Linked DNA regions of Pan troglodytes: all the other regions are linked to region 1. A link is a contact called in public Hi-C and HiChIP or PLAC-seq data. All regions are on one chromosome and are shown on one strand. Each heading gives the region's core, a stretch centred on a gene start, on an enhancer-like site or on the middle of the called end of the contact. The rest is flanking DNA. Distances are from core to core; before and after follow the strand shown.

Evidence for each region. Hi-C and Micro-C count contacts between places; a contact is called where the count stands out from the background. HiChIP or PLAC-seq counts read pairs in DNA pulled down with a chosen protein or histone mark.
Region 2: an H3K4me3 HiChIP or PLAC-seq map of stem cell-derived excitatory neurons shows a contact between it and region 1, with 4 times the contacts expected there. The contact joins the promoter of LOC134809186 here to the promoter of UBE2V1 in region 1. A contact is called at or near these places in 1 of 7 Hi-C or Micro-C datasets (stem cell-derived neural progenitor cells) and 1 of 1 datasets of contacts at active chromatin or transcription factors (stem cell-derived excitatory neurons).
Region 3: a contact with region 1 is called in a Hi-C map of induced pluripotent stem cells, with 2.2 times the contacts expected there. The contact joins the enhancer-like site here to the promoter of UBE2V1 in region 1. A contact is called at or near these places in 2 of 7 Hi-C or Micro-C datasets (induced pluripotent stem cells and stem cell-derived neural progenitor cells) and 1 of 1 datasets of contacts at active chromatin or transcription factors (stem cell-derived excitatory neurons).

What each region holds. Positions count from the first base shown.
Region 1 is chr21:56,397,081-56,401,437 of NHGRI_mPanTro3-v2.0_pri, forward strand. It overlaps UBE2V1 (ubiquitin conjugating enzyme E2 V1), which reads right to left and starts at 2,194. Exons shown (of 4, transcript NM_001205077.2): 1 at 2,128-2,194. The coding sequence starts at 2,149.
Region 2 is chr21:56,863,844-56,868,200 of NHGRI_mPanTro3-v2.0_pri, forward strand. LOC134809186 reads right to left here and starts at 2,319. Exons shown (of 2, transcript XM_063803107.1): 1 at 532-2,319. The coding sequence starts at 873. It overlaps PTPN1 (protein tyrosine phosphatase non-receptor type 1), which reads left to right. Exons shown (of 10, transcript XM_525354.9): 5 at 139-276; 6 at 4,045-4,254.
Region 3 is chr21:56,748,242-56,752,598 of NHGRI_mPanTro3-v2.0_pri, forward strand. No RefSeq gene overlaps it. Among named protein-coding and RNA genes, the nearest start is that of PTPN1, 49 kb to the right of the region's middle. Within about 2 kb of position 2,045, at least 1 of the 24 cell types and tissues checked has an H3K27ac peak or open chromatin away from gene starts, as enhancers often do. A contact at or near this core is called in induced pluripotent stem cells, where this site is marked.

The sequences.
Region 1 (4,357 bases), core at 944-3,443:
TTTCCTCCATAGCACTTACTGCTATCTGAAATTGTCTTATTTACTCCTTAACAGCCTTCTCTCCCTGACTTGAATGGAAGCTCCTGAAGGACACAGACTATGTCCATTTTGTTTGCTATCCACGATGGGACATAATAGGCCCTCAGTAAATATCTGTTGAATAAACAGACAAAAGAATTTTGGGAAGTCCATTTTAGGGCACCTCAAAGCCTGTCCTATGTTATCTAAACCATGCCAAGTGCTCTTGTATTCCACTAGACAGCAGCTGACATTTTATCTGATCACCATAGCCATTTATGAAGCACTCACTTTTTAACTGTCAGGGTCTGGAGAAATTAGAATCGGGCAGCTGTTAACCCAGATTGTAGGTAGCCAACCGAGTGACTGCAAGCAGGGCTGAGCTGCAACAGCACCTTATTGCTGGCTACCACCAGCACACTGGGCCCCTTCGTTTATTACGACCTGGTAGGAGTGTTATTCTGGTGAGAAGTTCTACCCAGCAGTCTGGCCTGACTCAGAATCTCTCTTCTGGGAGTGCCTGGGGCAGCGTCATGGTAAATGAATTGACTCAGCACTGTTCCAGCTGAAACCAAAATCGAGTAAAAGGATTCATGGTCTCCGCTATTCTGCAAGAAGACCCCACTGTTTTAAACTCAAAAGGCAGCAGCTTGTGGTGGGTCACTTCAGTCAGATCCCCCACATTCAATTTCTTTTATTCCCACCCCAACCATCAGGCAAGTATGGCTCCTTGAGACCGCAGAGTAGCAACATTTATAAAGAATTCCCCTCACCCTATTTCCCACGGATCACCAATTCCTTCCCAACACTGCCGCTGCTGTGGCCTTAAATATGCCAATGATTGCTGTACTCAGGCTGGTGTCCCTGCAGCCCCACAGTGGGGAACACTGTGGCCCCGTTTGCTTCCTCCATCAGAGAGGTAACCCATTTTCACCCCATCTGAGAGAACCTCCTTGGCCAACTTCACTGCCAGGCACCTGAGGGTGCAGCCTCACCCAAGAGTTCCCATTTCATCTATTCACCTCCCTACTCCCATCAGCCAGTGGGGAACTTCTGAGCTGAACCCACGTATCTGTCCCAATTATTAAAGGAGTCGATGAGAGTGAGCGTCTCCACAGAAGAGACACTTCTAGGATATGCTTCCCTCACTCAATTCAAAAAGAGGAGACTTTTCTCCTTTACAGGAAACATCTCCGGAACTCGACCTTTTCCACTCCCTCATTTCAGGGGCTTCCCTCAGTTGAATCCCCACTCCCAAAGAGACATCCTCGGGGCTCCCAATTCACCTGTTCTCCCTCATCCAATATCAGAGGCTTCCACCAACTGCCCCACTCGAACCTTGTCCCCTGAAACCTAACTTGAAGCAATCCATCTGTATCCTCGAACAGGTGACTGGTAATGATGGGGTCATTTCACTATCACCGCTATTAGGTCCCTCTGGCATCTGAATCCTTTTCCCTCCTCTCACTTATCATGCGGAGATCCCCTTCATTCTCCCCAAAAGCAGCTGCTCCAAGGCTCCTCCTTTCTAGTCAACATAGCTATTTCCTCAGCTAACCCCATCTCTAAAACTAACGCCGGAGCCGTTCCCTCAACCGATAGGGGATCCTCTCAAGTCACCCCCTCAGGATCCCGTTTCTTCCATCCAGCCTGAGGGGCTTCTCTGATGTCCCCTCCAGACATCCCAAGGCCCCTCTCAGCCGCACCCCTGGCACCCAATATGGGACTTCCATCCGCTGTGGGGCGCCTCCTCTAGGGGACCCCTAGATCGCCCCTTAAGAGTCGCCAGCCCCGGTATCCTCAGGAGTGCCTCGGAGCTCGCTCCTCGCCCACTCCGGCTCCCCCAGACAGCGCAGAGGGCCCTCACGCCTCCCGGGGGAGCCTCAGGGCCTCGCCGCGCCGCCCACAGGCCCCTCAGCCCCCCGCCCGTGCTTCCGGCCACCGCCTGCTCCTCCTCCCCCAGTCAGGCCGCGCCGGTGGCTGCCGCGGAGCCCAGCAGACAGAGGCGGCGCGGGGACCCTGGCTCCGCTGCAGGAGGCTTTGAGGGTCCCCGGCCCCCGGCCCAAGCCCATGCCCCCTCGGCCGGCCGGGACCGGCGCCCCCGCTCACCCGAGCCCGTGGTGGCTGCCATCTTGCGTCGCTGTTGCTTGAAGGCCGGCCCCTTCTTCACCCCCCCTTCACCCGTCCCCTGGCCCTGATGCGCAGGCGCGCGCGCACGCACATACGCCGCCGCTGACGCCCGCCCCGGAGACCTGCACGACCCGTGGCCTGGAAGGCTCTTTTCCTTCCCTTTTAGAGAAAGGAAATATCTGCGTGCTCGAGGGCCCAGCAACCTGCAAGTCCCCACACATCGGGTGCGAGGGAGGTTGTGATGTGCTTAGTGAGAAGGGCAGGGGTGATTAGGCTTGGGAAGGCGCGATTGTGAAAGAAAAAGAAAAGATAGCTTCAAACAAAAGCGCCGAATTCGCTTGGGGCTTTTTCCTGTCTAGTTCCTATCTAGATCCTCACCACATCTCCGCAAGGTCAGAATTAATGTGAAAAATGCAGCCGAGAGAGATCAAGCGATTTATCTAAACTCAGCTGTTAAGTGGCAGAGACAGGCAGAATTTTAACCTCCAGGTTCAAATTTTTTGAATCATCACCCTCCAGGTCAGATGATCTGGCTCCTAGGATTGATGCTCCCCGGCCAGAGAAGGCTTGGAGTGGGTGCAGCTAAATGATTTAGGGGCATTAAGGTGGCAGGGAAAGCATTTGCTAACCATCTACCCAATTCATTCATTCATTCATTCGTTCATTCATTCATTCAACCAAACAAACATTAAGCACCTACTATGTACCAGACACTGTGCTAGGCGCTGGGGATGGATAGACATCTCTGAAGAAGCAAATCCCTGCTTTCAGGGACTTACATTCTAGTCGTAGACAGCAAGTAAATAAACAGGAAACTATAATTCTGATAGGGTAGAGATAAACCAAGAAAAGAGCAGCAGAGGATGGTCAGGAAGGGCCTCCTAAGGTGGTCATATTTCAGCAGAGACCGTAACAATGAGGAGGTAGAGGGAACAGCTTGTGCAAAGGCCCTTGGGAAATATTTTTGCAAATAAATAAACCCAAGAAGGTACTCCTCCTTTATTATAAATTGTCTGAGAAGCCCTTATATGGATGTAGACACTGAGGCTGAGAGAGGTGAAGGGACTGGCTTAAGGTCACAGAGCAAAATACTGGCAGAAGGACCAGGACTCTAAACATAGAGGGACAAGGAAGCTGGAAGCCCTCACCCAGCACATCCAATTCATCACCTTTGTCTGACAGCAGTGCCTACTCTGCATCTCTCCACTCCATTCACTTCTCCACTCAGGGCAAGCTGCCTTTATCTCCCACTTGGAAGACCCCAGCAGCTTCCATTCTCTCCCCTATGGTCCATTCTCCACACAGACCAACATCTGCTCAAAACAACCTCCAGCTAAAGCCTTCAGTGGCTCCCCATTCCCTCTGGATAAAATACAAACTTTACAAGTTGAGCGACCATAGAATTATCACCTAATGAGGACACACATCAGATTAAAAGGGGATTTATTATAATCTCACCAGGACAAGTGGAAATCAGGGCTCTCCAGGGCAAAGCAGGATGCCTGGACACCCTGTGCACAAGGCTCTGCACCCAGGGCAGGGACGAGGATGGGGTGGTCAGATTTAACGGGGCTTTCACTCAGGTCCTGACTCTGCACTTGCACAGCGCTGCAGGTGAGTGACTCCTTAAAATCTGCACCCTAGGGCAGGGCATGGTGGCTCACGCCTGTAATCCCAGCACTTTGGGAGGCCGAGGTGGGCGGATCACCTGAGGTCAGGAGTTCCAGACCAGCCTGGTCAACATGGTGAAACCTCGTCTCTACTAAAAATACAAAAATTAGCGGGGCGTGGTAGCACGCACCTGTAATCCCAGCTACTTGGGAGGCTGAGGCAGGAGAATCGAGCAAACCCGGGAGGCAGAGGTTGCAGTGAGCTGAGATTGCACCATTGCATTCCAGCCTGGGCAACAGAGAGAGATTCAGTCTCAAAAAAAAAAAAGAAAATCTGCACCCTAGGTACCCCACTTGCCTCACCATAGCCTTGGCACAGCCTGCGCCTCTGAGACTTTCTGTACCTCTGCGGCGACACTGGCCCTTTGCAAGCCCCCTGGAACACATGCCCTCTCCCACTTCAGGGGCTTTGCCTGTGCTGTTCCCACTCTTCAGTTCTCAGATCCAGCACCATCCCCTCAGGGAAGCCTTCCTCGATTCCTCCAACCACATCAAATTCAGCTATAATTAGCTCTCAAAGTGCCAGCACTGGCTACAGG
Region 2 (4,357 bases), core at 1,069-3,568, 470 kb after region 1:
GTGCTGACCATGGCTTCCATGTTCAGAAACCCCCAGGCCTTTGAGTTATCATGAAGCTTGTGGGATGTGCTCCAAGCCTCCTGCCATAGAAAAACTGCCATATTGCTCACAATAATTCACTGTTATTTGTTCCCCCAGTTAAAATGCGCACAATACTGGCCACAAAAAGAAGAAAAAGAGATGATCTTTGAAGACACAAATTTGAAATTAACATTGATCTCTGAAGATATCAAGTCATATTATACAGTGCGACAGCTAGAATTGGAAAACCTTACAGTGAGTATAGCACACACTTCAGCACTTCAGGCGGCTACTGGTTCACATGCCTCTTCCTTTATCCCTTGGGTGATATTACCTAATGTCAGTGTTCCTGGCTTTTGTATACCCTGAGCAAGATGTGGTTTGGGCACTGTGGTGAGCGGAGCTTACTTGTGTACCTACCAAGTGCCCAGGGAGGGTGGAGGCCACAGTGCTCTCTCTGACCTTTAACAACAGTTAACACCAGTTCTTAGGGAAAGGAGAGTTTCTTACCCAAAAGACTGGTTCCTGCTTGTGCAGCTGCAGAGGGACTGGAGCGGCAGCCTGCAAGTCCCAGTGAAGCATGCTGCCTTCTTTGTGGTCCTCAGTCTTTGAGTCTGAAGAGAGGGAAGAAGGGGTATAGGGGCTCACTCCAGTTTCATAGCTAGTGAAAGTTTTCTGGGCCAGGTCTTGGGTTTTTTTGTTGTGGGAAGAGTTTATAACACCAGCTACTTGCTTGGTAAAAGTTGGTCTTGGAACATGGCAAGGCATTGTGGCAAGCAGCACTGCCGCTGAACGCGCTGCTCCTGGGGCTTCGGAATAATTCCCCTGGATCCGTAACTTGGGGGTGTTCATGTCATTCTGGGGAACAGTGGAGGGAGTGCGCGGCAGCACCTGGGGGCACCAGTGAAGAGTGGCCAGCCACCAACCTCTAGAACCTAACTGGGGTCGAATCCTGGCCCCACCTTACCAGCTCGTCACAGTGTCTCCGTTTCCTCTTCTGTCAAACTCAGGTTTTGCGAGGGTTCTGGGAGGTCCTATACGGGAAGGGTTAGCAGTTACCATGGGTGTGTAGCACGGGCTTTATCTGAAGGGAAGGTGGAGCCGTAGGGAGACCATGTGGAGTGGGGCTCCAGGGCTGTGTGGGTGGGGAGGGATCTGCTTCTGGGTTACCCATGCCTCCCCTTCTCAAGTACTACTTCTTAATCATCATGGCTCCTGCCATTCATTTCATAGTTGATGTAAGCCAGGTGCGGTGGCTCACGTCTTTAATCCCAGCACTTGGGGAGGCTGAGGCCAGGAGGATCACTCGAGGCCAGGAGTTCAAGACCAGCTTGGGCAACATAGTGAGACCCCCGTCTCTACAAAAAAACAAAAACAATTAGTCAGACATCGTGGTGCTCCCCTATAGTCCAGCTACTCAGGAGGCTGAGGCAGGAGGATTGCTTGTGCCCAGGAGTTCAAGGCTGCAGTGAGCTATGCTTGCACCACTGCACTCTAGCCTGGGTGACAGAGCAAGACCCTGTCTCAAAAATAAATAAATAAATAAAATAGTAGAAGTAAGATCTAGAATGTAGCACAGGTTACCAGGACGTAGGCAAGGGGTTCGGGCTGCCTGGCTCTTGAGGATGGTAGCAGTGCAGCTGATGCGAGTGCTTTCTGCCCTCTGGTGGTGACCGCGCCGGAGTCACCAGCCCTGCCATAGCCCTGATGGGGCAGAGGGTTCTGAGTACGGTGGCTGGAGGTGCTTTCTGGAAGATTCTCAGGAGTAACATGGGCAGTGTGTTGGAATGTGCTAGAGGATTTATGCAGTAGCCTTTTAAAAGAATGCTTTTTAGCATTTGCAAGCCTGACATTAAGAGTGACTTCTGGGAAACTATTTGCTTGTTGAGGGAAACTGAATTTCAACAGAGCAGAAGAGCTGTGCGCTTTTTGCTTGGCAGAGTGAATACAGCCAGCTCCGAGGTTTTGATGTTAGGATCTGTTTGCTCCAACAGACTTTGTTTTTAAAAGGCTTTTCTCAGCCATAGCTGTCTGTTCTAGCACAAGGCTGGAATGAGTTCCTTGTGAAAGAGGTGAGCAGGTGTGAGGGAGGGTGTCAGTGGGCGGTAACCCACACCTTCAAGGATTAAAGGAAAACTTGCGTTTGGCATGCTTGCTTCTTATTCAATTTTAAAATACATTTTAACGGCCGGGCACGGTGGCTAACACCTGTAATCCCAGCACTTTGAGGGGCTGAGGTGGGTGGTTCACGAGGCCAGGGGTTCAAGACCAGCCTGGCCAAGATGGTGAAACCCCGTCTCTACTAAAAATACAAAAAAAAAAAAAAAAAATTAGCCGGGCGTGGTGGCGGGCACCTGTAATCCCAGCTACTCGGGAGGCTGAGGCAGAGAATTGCTTGAACCCAGGAGGCGGAGGTTGCATTGAGTCGAGATCATGCCACTGCATTCCAGCCTGGGCGACAGAGCAAGACTCTGTCTCAAAATAATAATAATAATTTTTTAAAAATACATTTTAAGTCCTTTTCTTCCCCACCTGCCCCCACCCTCCAAATAGAAGAGGTATTTCTTCTTCTTTAATGTCGTTAAGGTTATATGGATACCATTTTCTAGAGAGGAAAGAATGATGGAATTGCCTAGTGTGAGTCTAGCAATTATCCTAACATACACAAATTTCTCCTTGTTCTGTGCCAAGATACTGTATTTAATATTTAATGAACATTAAATATTACTTACTAGTGTATTTAATGGCTGAGGCAGGGTTAAATATGTATTATTTTCATCCCAGCAGAGTTGGGGGAGGTCCTAGTAACTATGCCATGAGCTCTGTGAGGGTGAGGTGGTGTCTTTGCCCCCGCCTCCCTGGCACGGTAACTGGCACATGGTTGGCATAGTGTGGACATTCGTCAAGTGAAGGAAGGCATCATGAGCAGATCTCTGGCCTGAATCCTTCTGCCATCAGCTGCTCGCCAGGTGGCCCTGGCACTGGGCCACAGGGAAACCCTCCAGGCTGGTATGGTTCCTGTCTGTGGCTGTCTTCCCGGGCCCATGTTAGGAGACTTTCACTTCCAGAGCCCTTTCCCTCTCAGGGCCTTGCTTACCAAGTGACTGGTTCCCATTTACTAGGAGCTCTTAGGTCATTGAAGATGTTGCGTACTCCCCCCAGCGAGGGCTGCCTTTTGATCACAGCCGCCAGAAGCCTCAAGGAAGGAGCAGAGCTGGAAACAGACGCCAGGCCATTACTTCTGTTCCTCTGGGGCAGACCCAGCCATGGAAGAGACATTCTGGGACAAGGGCTGGGGTCCACCTTTCAACCGTGTCTGCAGCAGGCTCTCAGCACGGACTCTCTGCCTCCAAACGTCCACCTCCTCGTTGGAAAATGGATGGGAGTGCCTGCCTGGAGCAGCTGGTGGGAGAGCGCAGCGCCAGCATGCAGGACACACTCGGTTCATGAGCTGATGCTGTTCGCATTGACCGCCTCTTCAGCTGGGTGTTGAGCCACACCTTGGAGTCACCAGTCTTTGGAGACCAAGTCTGCTACTTTTTTCTGTAAAGTGACAATCCTCTGAAACCTCCAGATCATCTTGAAGCCCCGTCTGAAAGTTGCCCAGAGCCAGTGCCTCACCTGCTGTTCCTTGTTCACTTTTTCACGGGAGGCCTTGCAGGGCTTTATGACAAGATTTTGTGGGTGGCTGCCCAGCATCATTGTGACTCGTGAGACAGAGAGAAACCAGTTGTAACCATGTAGACAGTGGAAGTGATAGGGAGAAAAGAGGTGAGGGGACTCTTCAATCCGAAGGGAAATGAAGTCTAAGCAGGCACACCCTGCAGGTTCAGTGTCAAGCCCAGGGCCTGGCCCCAGGGTGTGGTATTTGTTGACTGGGTGTGTGGACCCTGGGAGAAAGTCTGAGAATTAATGTTCCTCTTAGAGGTAGATGAGTGGAAGGTGACTCTGTGTGTACTTGGAATTAGTGATTTCTGTACAGATGATGCTTTTAGAATCATCATGAGTATTTTTCTCTTTCAGACCCAAGAAACTCGAGAGATCTTACATTTCCACTATACCACATGGCCTGACTTTGGAGTCCCTGAATCACCAGCCTCATTCTTGAACTTTCTTTTCAAAGTCCGAGAGTCAGGGTCACTCAGCCCGGAGCACGGGCCCGTTGTGGTGCACTGCAGTGCAGGCATCGGCAGGTCTGGAACCTTCTGTCTGGCTGATACCTGCCTCTTGCTGGTAAGGAGGCCCTCGCGGGTGCCCTGGGGAGTTCCTCTACCTGCTCTGCTGTGATGTTTTTTCCTAAGTAGAAACTGAAGCACTCCTCTTCCAAAATACAGAG
Region 3 (4,357 bases), core at 795-3,294, 350 kb after region 1:
ACACACACAGATTTTAACACCATTTGGTCTTATCCTTGTCTGTGATGTCTGTGATTTGTCATATTTTTTTCCATTTCCACTAAAGTCGATGTTAACAAATGGAAGGCTGGAAGAATGGATGGATGAATGGGTGGGTGGATGATAAATGGGTGGATGGATGGATGGATGGAAGGAAGGATGGATGGATGGATGGATGGATGGATGAATGGGTGGGTGGATGATAAATTGGTGGATGGATGGATGGATGGAAGGAAGGATGGGTGGATGGATGGATGGATGGAAGGAAGGATGGATGGATGGATGGATGGATGAATGGGTGGGTGGATGATAAATGGGTGGATGGATGGATGGATGGAAGGATGGATGGATGGATGGATGAATGGGTGAGAGATGGATAATGAGTGGAGGGATGGATGAATGGATGGATGGGTGGGTGGATGGAAGGATGGATGGATGGGTGAGAGATGGATGATGGATGGAGGGATGGATGAATGGATGGATGGGTGGATGAATGGATGGGTCGGTGGATGGATGGAAGGATGAACAGATGGATGGAAGGAAGGATGGATGGATGGATGGATGAGAGGTAGATGATGGCTGGAGAGATGGATGAACATATAGATGGGTGGATGGATGAATGGATGGATGGTTGGGTGGGTGAAGGATGGATGATGGATGGAGGGATGAATGAACAGATGGGCAAATTAATGAATTAGTGGATGACTGGGTGGGTGGAATGCATGCATAGAATAAATGGGTGACTGAATACATAAAAGAACTAACTAAATAAATAATGATGAAAGGCAGAGGGCACTAAGAGGGTTTCACCTTTCAGGGTTTGTTCCTGGACATTGAATGTGCCCTTTGGAAAGATTGCAAACTGGCAGTTATCAGGGTAAATTGGGCTGCAGACATATTTTGTTTGATCTTCACAGGGTTTTTAATTTTTTGAATTGTCATTATTTTAAAATTAGGAAATTTCACATTAAAAATCTAGATTTCTGATTTCTCCTGCAAAATTGGGCCAGCACCCATACCAGGAAATAATATACCAGGACTGACGGGGCTGAGCCTCTGAGTGCTCACGGCCCCCACTGCTCCACAACGCAGTCCTGCTATTGAGGTTTTGTCCGCTGCCATTTATCATGGCAGTTTGGGCTGGTGTTTTTCTCAGTACCATTACAAGGAAAATGAAAAATCTCTTACAGGTGGCTCTTGGTCAAAAGTGGAAAATGAACTTAGGTAAAGAGGAAGTTGGGAGAGAAGTATTTCTTTGTGGCCATGGAGAACACTCCTGTGGATTCGATGGACCAGCAATGCATCTTGCCTGAGTGGTTAGGGACACAGATGCTAGAGCCTGATGGCCTGGGTTCAACCCCCGGCTGTGCTACATACCGGCTGTGTGGCCTCGTGCAAGTCACTGAACATTTCTGGCCTCAGTTTCCTCATGTGTAAAGCAGAGGTGGTGTCAGTCCCCGCCTCATAGAGTGTCAATGATTTTCTCTCCGTGGGGCTCTCTAGGTGTGAGCTGCTATTATCTTACACAGGGCTGGCTCCCGTCATGTGTGTGACCTGCCTACCCTGAGCGTCCACAGCAGCGGTTCTCAACCAAGGTCAACTGTGCCCCCCAGGGGACATTTGGCAATGTCTAGAGACATCTTGGGTTGTCACAACTTGGGTGGGGAGGGGCTACCAACATCTTATGGGTAGAGGCCAGGGAGACTGTGAACAGCCTGCAAGGCTCAGGACAGATCAGCAAAAGATTCTGCTGCCCCGTGTACTCTGCCCCGTGTACTACGTGCTGAGGCTGAGGAACCCGGATCTACAGGAGTCCAAGTCCCCAGAGGGGCTAAGCCATGGCCAGATATCTAGGAGTCCCTGAAGGCTGCCAGAGGTGATTCCCTCTAGATGTGGCAGGAGCCATTCCCTCTGGCCTGAGCCACCTCAGCCCTCAGGATAATCAGGCCCCAAGTAGTGCCCCGTCCCAGGGTGCCTGGCCCCAGCCTGCTCCCAGCCCCATACAACAGGCAAGAAATGTGTCTGTCCCTAGCGCCTCCTGGTGGCCCGGCCCTAAACTACATGACTCTTCCCAGCCCAGGGTGGTGGGAGGGGAGGATGAGGACGTACCTTCCGGGTGTTTAATCCAGACTAGTTGGGAATGTGGGAATTTAAGGTCATGGAAGGCGGTAGCCAATGTTTCAAAGACAAATTGACATGGGTTTGAATCTCAGATCTTCCACTGACCATCTGGGAGGCCTTGGACACATCCCATGACTCTCCTGGGCCTCAGTTTCCTCATCTGGAATGGGGATGATGTTATTTATGTCACAGTTTTGTTGGGAGGATTAAATTAAGTGCATAAACAGATGAAACATACGAGATGCTTCACAAGCCTCCTCTCGGATACTTGTTATTGCTGTGTTCATAGCAATTCATAGCCACTTGTGTTTGATGAATTTCCAGTGTACTCAGAGTGATTTTTTTCAGTGACTATCAACAAATAATTTTGCTGCAAAGAAATACAGATATGGGAAAGGATGCACAATATATTATCAAATGACCACAGGCCTCAGAAACATTGTATACAAACACTACATCTGTGTGTGTGTGTGTGTGTGTGTGCGCGCAAAGAGAGAGAATCTTGCTTTTAACCAGCCTGGAGTGAACACGACTCACTGCAGCCTCCACCTCCTAAGCTCAAGCAATCCTCCCACCTCAACCTTCCAAGTAGTTGGGACTACAGGCACCTGCCATCATATTTAATAGAGACGGGGTTTCACCATGTTGCCCAGACTGGTTTCAAACTCCTGGACTCAAGTGATCCTCCAACCTTGGCCTCCTAAAGTACTTGGATTACAGGTGTGAGCCACTGCACCCGGCCTGATATATCTATATTTTAAAAATATGTACTTTCATAACATGTATGAGAAACAAATACCTCATTTTCTTAGTATATAAAAATCCCTAGCAGATCAACAAAAAGACAATTATCCAAGAGAAAAATAGACTAACAATTTGAATGCTTTGCCACCAGAAAAGAAATATAAACAGTCTTTGAACGTATTTTTTAAATGTCCAATCTAACATATAAACAATGAATATGTAGATTAGAACTATGGTGAACACCTTTTCCCCCTATCGGCAAGGCCAAGATCAAGAAGTCCAATCAAACTTGGCCTTGGCTAGGATGTGGGGAAACCAGAGCTCACGGAGGTTGCCGGTGCAAATGACGATTGGTAGGTACAACCTTAGACAGCATTTAGACAACCAGCGTCAAAATGTTTAAACGCACCTGCCCTATGACTGGGCGATTCAGTTGCTAAGAATGTATCCATCAGAAATAGCTCTGAATACATGGAAAGACTTCTGTGAAAGGGATACTAATTGCAGCATTGTTTGTTGCAGCAAAACCCTGGAAATACCTCCGTGACTATCACCAGAAAACTTGTTAGATAAATTATTATATTCAGACAATGGAATGTGCAAAGAATGCTCTCCTAGTGCTGATCTGGAAAGATCTGCCAAGGTACATTGCTAAGTTGAAAAAAACAAAATCCCAGTGCAGAACAGGGTGTGTGGTGTGCTTCTATTTAGAGAAATGAGTACAGGAATCCACGCACATATTTGCTTATCTATGTTCTGGATGTCTCTGTAATGATCCCCAAGAAATGATAACCGGAATGGATTCTGGGGAGGGAAGCTTGGAGTTTTAAAGCTGGGGATGGGGGTTAAGGATTAGAGGGAGAAGACCCACTGTAAATCTTTTGGTATCTTTTGAATTTTTGCATATGAATACAATCCCTTGTTAGTTTTTAAAAATGGAACTTTTTAATGCATTGATAGATGACAGAGAGAAAAATGCCTTGAAGGATATGCTCCAACGTGTCAACAGCACTTATCTCTGGGTGGCTGATGTGAATTAGAAGCGACTTTTATTTTGTTCTTTTTTTATTATTTCTCTAATCAATTATTTATTTTGAGACAAGATCTTGCTCTATCACCCAGGCTGGAGTGCAGTGATGCGATCACCACTCATTGAAACCTCTGCCTCCTGGGCTTAAGTGATCCTCCCAGCTTAGCCTCCTGAGTGGCTGGGACTATAGGCACTTGCCACCATGCCTGGCTGATTTTTTATTTTTAATTAATTTTTTTTTGTAAAGACGAAGTCTCACTAAGTTGCCCAAGCTGGTCTTGAACTCCTGGGCTCAAACTATCCCTCTGTTTCAGCTTCCCAAAGTGCTAGGATTACAGGTGTGAGCCACTGTGCCCAGTCTGTTCTTTTTAAAAAATACAGAGACAGGGTCTCACTTTGTCACCTAGGCTAGAGTACAGTGGCATAATCATAGCACCCTGCACC